2 separate regions of the Mus musculus genome follow, and region 1 is linked to region 2. The links are chromatin contacts, called in public promoter capture Hi-C maps. All regions are on one chromosome and are shown on one strand. Each heading gives the region's core, a stretch centred on a gene start, on an enhancer-like site or on the middle of the called end of the contact. The rest is flanking DNA. Distances are from core to core; before and after follow the strand shown. Region 1 overlaps Clstn2 (calsyntenin 2). Region 2 overlaps Gm46149 (a long non-coding RNA gene).

Region 1 (2,803 bases), core at 151-2,650, 140 kb after region 2:
AATGACTGACAAAATACAAGAAGTTCCAGCTGAAGGCTTATGGTGCTTACAACATAGATCTTATGCCATACGTCAGGAAGGGAAAATGGTGGGAACCCAGTACCTATATGGACTATAGGAATGAGATTCCCACTGTAGATGAAGCTGCAGCTTTGACTTTTCTTTTCCTTTTTCTCTTTCTCCTACTTTTAGCAACACGGGATACTGTCCTTCCAAGAGAAGCAGTCCATTACCCATCTAACTTAGTGTCTGAATTGTGACGGCATTTGCCATTCTCCCTCCTCCAAGTGCCAGCACAGGCTGGCCTCCACAGAGACAGCGCTGAAACCCTGGCCTTCCTAAGCTTTGTTCTCAGAGTGCAGCTTGCTGAAGCCTCACTTGTAGAGTGTGCCTTACTAGTTTCCGGAGTGCTGCTGAGACTGCGGCTGCAGCTGCCCTGCGGATCACCCAGCCAGAGCTCAGTCCTTCATGTGTGAACCTTGCATCAGGCGGGCCAGACCCTGGGCTTTGGCTGGAAGCCCCCTGGACCCACTTAAAGCACTGTTCATAATTTTCCTGGTCTACTTACCTACTCCTTCTTTTTGAGGACTACCTCTGTCTTAGCTTCACCAACTCTCAGCCATCAGGGGGGCTGTAAGCCTCTTGAACCCATTTAAACCACTGTTCATAATTTTCCTGGTCTGCCTGCCTACTGCTTCTATTTGAGGACTACCTCCATCTCAGCTTCACCAACTCTCAGCCATCAGCCAAATTATTTCTCTATAAAGGGAAAGGCTTTCCTCTACACATGACCCGAGCCATGATAACGAAGGAGAATTTCGGAGCATGTTGCTCACTTTCCTGGAGCTCTCTCTGCTCATGGAGGCCCTTCAGCATCCCTAGGATCATCCCTACCATCTGACTTAAACTAGATGACTGCATCTTAAACTTTCCCCCCGGCAGTCCTGCGTGTGGAACCCTCTGACACTACAAGAGCGGAGGAGGCTTCTCTCTAGTTCATCCTCTCTCTCCTGTTCCTTGGCTTAGAATCAAGCACACACGGGTGCTTGGTGAGGACTTGCTGAATTTATGGAACATAGGTGCAAACAGAGACTTCCATCTGCCTAGTGACTCAATGCAATCGCTCTCTGGCATGCTCATGGAGATAACTTCTGTCTCTCTTTGTTACCATGGGACAAAGTCAAGCTTAGCTCCTAATTTGTAGCTCCCGGAAAACACCAGCTTCCCCTTTCCAACCAGTGTCAGAAGGGAGCTAATACAGGGTAAACGTATAAAGTAAAACAAATAAAGACAGGCAAGTGAAGGTCCTGGAGTTGACTTGGAAACTTACACTGCTCATTCCCTTTGCCTCCAGCTGGACAACGGAACGTGGTGACATGAAAATTAAACCGTGCCAAGGGCTTTGGCTTGTCAGCCTCGATAAATGTCTGGCACAGATAGAGAAGCCTGCAACATTGGAACCTGGCTGAGCATATTGCAGGAGGCTTTGGGGATCCTCCAGAGGCCATATGTTCCGTGAACATCACCCACTTTTCTAAAGAGTTAGACTTATTCGCTCACTTTTTTTTGCAAAGCCTATCTGGTTAATTTAAATGGGGAGATGATTAAGAAAAAGCACTCTTTTCTTTGCAGCTAATATTGAGTCATAGAGGCAAGGAGGCTGTTAATTTTGAAGTGTTGCTGGGTAGGGCTTTCTGCTGATTGTGTTGCTATTGATTTGAACAGCCACAAGTCTTTAGGATCATTTTTAGAGCGAAGACATGAACAGGGCTGAAATGAAAATCAGTCCCAGATAATGAACACTCCTGCTTAGAAATCATTATGGACTGAGCCCTGCCAGGAAGGTGCTTAGCCTGGGGAGTTAGCACTTGCCACAGCAGAGGAGGAAGCCCCTGTGCTCAGTGATTACCCAGGTCTCTGGGTCTAGGCATCCAACCCTTAGGAATATTTGTCTGATTTCTTCAATTCAGAAATAACAAGTGGGATTTTGGTTGCTCATTTACCGGTTTCTTTTGCGTTTTCTCCAGTCTCCTGTGAACTTCTAAGAGAGCTTTAATGAAAGAACCCAGAGTTTTCCAGCTGTTCAATTCAAGGCAATGACCACTAGGGAGCTGTTGGGTGTTTTCTTTGGGGTAGAGGGATGGGGGAGGGATGGATGCTTTTTATGTATTGAGGGTGAGAGTCAGCCTCACATGGATCTGCCTAGTGGCTAGCTTTCTAGATGTCTAGCAGGCTAAGTTTTGAGTAGAAAATGAGAAATAAGAGAGTAAAAAGTTTATGACATGAAAATTCAATGAATTCAAGTAGCCCCTTTTTCCCTTCAGTCTCATAGATTAGTTTTACTGGAAAGTAGATGGCGGGACTAACTGGAGTGTTCCTTTGCTTGGGCACTGTATGAATCTGCTTCCATGGCACCAGGCAGGGTTTAGAAGAGTAACATTGAGAACAAATGGCCCTGCACAACCCTAAGGCTTTCTTTCCTCTCTGGATCTCTATAGATGGTTTGCTGATCTCTGGTACACGGGAAGGGGGCGCTGTTTTTCTAACAGTGGTTATCTCCATGGAGACTTGGTGGGTGTCCCTTGAGACAAACTCTCTTGTTAAGGTCAGAAAATTTGGTCTAAACTGTGAGTGGTCAAAATGAATGGTTAATTCAATAAAGTTCTCAGAAAGTTCTGCCACAGCAATCATAGTCCTTTGTACCTGTGTGACTTGGGGCCTTAGTCAGACTTACAGAATTTGCTTAAATCTACTTGAATACACTCAGGATTCCTTGAGACACTTCTTCAGTGGGTTTAATGGC
Region 2 (2,985 bases), core at 55-2,554:
CTGGTTGTCTGTCTCCTACTGTGGCAAATGGCTTCATTTAGTGCAAGTCTCCCAAGAGAAGGCAAAGTAGATGCAGCAAAGCCTTGAAGACAGACCCTGACACGTCATACTTTGATTTCTACCAGTCTGTTCATTAGAAGCAAGGCATTATTAATTCAGCCCCACACATTAGGGGAGGAGAACTGGCTCATCTCTGAAGGAAGGCATGCCACATAATCCTTAGGTTCAACTGGATCCAAGGATAGAATAGAGTCTGCTATCCTTTACCTTGCATCTGGGGCTCTGTCTCTCACATTGGGGAAGGTGACATTTTTCCACACTGGTCCCTCAGAAATCACATAGTAATGGTGATGGAAACAGAGAGGGAGAGTGAGGGAGGGAGGGAGAGAGAGAGAGAGAGAGAGAGAGAGAGAGAGAGAGAGAGAGAGAGTGTTCCCACAGACCATGATGTCTGTTGTATGTGGGGAAGGTAGCAACCAACTCTTAGAAAAAATGAAAGGTGAGGAATGGGATGCTTCCTGGCTGGCTTTAATTATGGGATGGTTGGAATGCTGGCTTGCACGAGAGAGCAAGTCATTAGTGAAGGCTACAGCTAGAAAGAGCCTGTGGTATTAGAGGACCCCCATCCCACACGGAGGAGCCATCATCTGTCCTGAAACACTAGCATCAGAACAAGGTCTGACATGATCATTTCTATTTGTGGCAGCAATCGAAAGCTGGATTCGAGCAGGCTGTTTGGAGGCAAGGATGTTGGCCCACAAACTATTTCAGTGATAGCACAAAAAAAAATTAGCAAGAATTTTAAATGTCATCAGTGTGGTAGGATTTTGTGTACCCCTGCTTGGGTGCTGGGAGGAGGTTCCAGATAGGAAATATTTCTCAGGCTACTCATCAGCTACTTGATATAACACTATAGCGGTTCCTGTAAAGCCCTGGTGGCTCTCATTTACTCTGTGAATGTTTATGAACCACTTAGATATGTCAGCAGTTAAGCCAAAGGAATGAGTTTGTTACGGTAAAGTGTCAGGCATCTTGGCAGGTTAGTAGGGAAGATATTTTTGGATAGGGAAAGATAACTACTTTCCTGCCCTACGCACAAAACTGTCTTCTCCCATGATAATTAAATGGTCTTCTGTTTTTGTATCTTTTTATATTTCACCCTCACAGCCCCTAACTGTGATGTTGTCTCTTATGAACATCGAGAGCCTGGCCTTCTGAGGGCAACTGCCGATCTATACATGGGCTCAACAGCAGTCCCAGGCTTATAACACTTGGGAAAGTAGGGCACCACCAGCCTCAGAAAGAGCTCCTCTAGTTATTTCCTAAGTAGTTTCCCTTTGAGTCCTACAACAGCCGCTCAAGTGAGCATGGCCCGACGCTCACTCCACTGATGGGAAAACTGGGGCTTGATAAATAGAGTCAAGCACCCAGGACAGAGTCACAGGCTAGTCAGGGGCCGTTCTTGCTGAATTGCTCAATCTACACCACCACAAAGGCTCTGGGAAGGTGTTTTGGACATAGAGTCATGTATGTGGGCTGCTGTGTATGTGGGCTGCATCTCTGTGTGATGGTAGTGAGCCATGCTCGTGAACTAGCCACCTGGGAACGTTTTGCTTTCTACGAGTCTCCAGGCAAGGTCAGGATTTCAACCGTTGTCACCTCCCCTTGGGAAATATCTGATAAGAAATAGGAAGGGAAACATGGGAATAACTAAACCCTAACCAAGGCAACACATTCCCCAGAAAACATAGTAACAATAATGAAATCAATGCTACATTGTGTTAGATGGGAGGTTGTAGTAACATGCCATATTTCTTTACCCTCTACAGTGAGAATAGGCTCTGAGAACATTCTTTTCTTTAATTAAAAAAAAAACCTTTTTATCGATTCTTTGTGAATTGCACATCATGCACTCCAGTCCTGCTCATCTCCCTGTCTCTTGTATCTACCCTTCACCCTTGCAACCTCTCCCCAAAATAACTCTCTCTCTCTCTGTCTCTCTCTCTCTGTCTCTCTCTCTCTCCACCACCACCACAAAGCATAGGAAATATCTCATTGTAAAAGCTGTAGCATGTCACAGTGTGTCCCACAGTCTGTCCCTCTGTCCACAAATCTTTACTTGCAGATGTTCATTGCAACGAGACACATCTAGTTCAAGATCTCTGGCTTCTGTGACACCATCGATATTGGATCCTCATTGGAACTCCTCCCGGTTATCCTGTTGCTGCATGTGTCGTGGAGGTCCTGCAGGACTGGCCCTTTCACCCATGACAGCCATCCACAGATGATACAGATTTTGGTGTGGGCCAACTCAGAGCCCTGGATCTGGGCCTGGGTGGAAGCTGAGCTCTTCCTTATCTCCACCACCAGGGTGAGCTCTCGAGCATTGCTTGGGCTCGGCCACCCACAACAGCCATCAGAAGGAAACAGGGTCAACACTCCGGGCTCTCATGCCCTTGGGACCAGCTCTCCCAACTGCCTAAGGTTGTGGGGGGATGGGGAAGGGCATCGCATCACACATACGTCACCTCCCAACCTCCCAATAGATGAATAGTCGGGCCACCTCTTCCACACTCTCACCCTCAGGGTTGGCTCACCCGCATTCCCTCCACCAGGGCCAGCACTACTGTGCTTCCAGGTGAGGTACAGGACCTGCCTTCCTGGGTGCTGCAGCAGGTGAGGGACAGGACCAGCTCACCTGCTGCCATGACCCCAGGGTCAGTTCTCCCAAGTGCCTCAGGTGGAGAGGGGTGAGGAGGGCAGAGGACACCCCCATCACTGCAGGTTTCCTCTCGGTAGAGGGGTCATCTCTTCCTTACTTTGGGGCTGGTTTATCTGAGGCCCAGCCACCCGGGTGAGCTCTGCTGTGCTGTCTGGGTGAGGTACAGGGCTGGCTCTCCTGAGTGCTGCAGCTGGTGGGAGGCAGGGCTAGCTCTCCCAAACTCATGACCCTGTAGACAGCTCTCCTGGCTGCTGGAGGTGACA

Evidence for each region. Promoter capture Hi-C pulls out the DNA fragments that hold promoters and counts their contacts.
Region 1: a promoter capture Hi-C map of hippocampal neurons shows a contact between it and region 2, with 3 times the contacts expected there. The contact joins two enhancer-like sites. A contact is called at or near these places in 1 of 39 promoter capture datasets (hippocampal neurons) and 5 of 484 Hi-C or Micro-C datasets (cortical neurons, embryonic stem cells and hippocampal excitatory neurons).

The regions. Positions count from the first base shown.
Region 1 is chr9:97,448,436-97,451,238 of GRCm38.p6, forward strand. The region is part of intron 17 of Clstn2 (calsyntenin 2); the gene reads right to left. Among named protein-coding and RNA genes, the nearest start is that of Gm25607, 10 kb to the left of the region's middle. Within about 2 kb of position 1,401, at least 9 of the 459 cell types and tissues checked have an H3K27ac peak or open chromatin away from gene starts, as enhancers often do. A contact at or near this core is called in hippocampal neurons, where this site is marked.
Region 2 is chr9:97,313,222-97,316,206 of GRCm38.p6, forward strand. It overlaps Gm46149 (a long non-coding RNA gene), which reads left to right. Exons shown (of 3, transcript XR_001779354.1): 2 at 2,126-2,371. Among named protein-coding and RNA genes, the nearest start is that of Gm46149, 4.1 kb to the left of the region's middle. Within about 2 kb of position 1,305, at least 7 of the 459 cell types and tissues checked have an H3K27ac peak or open chromatin away from gene starts, as enhancers often do. A contact at or near this core is called in hippocampal neurons, where this site is marked.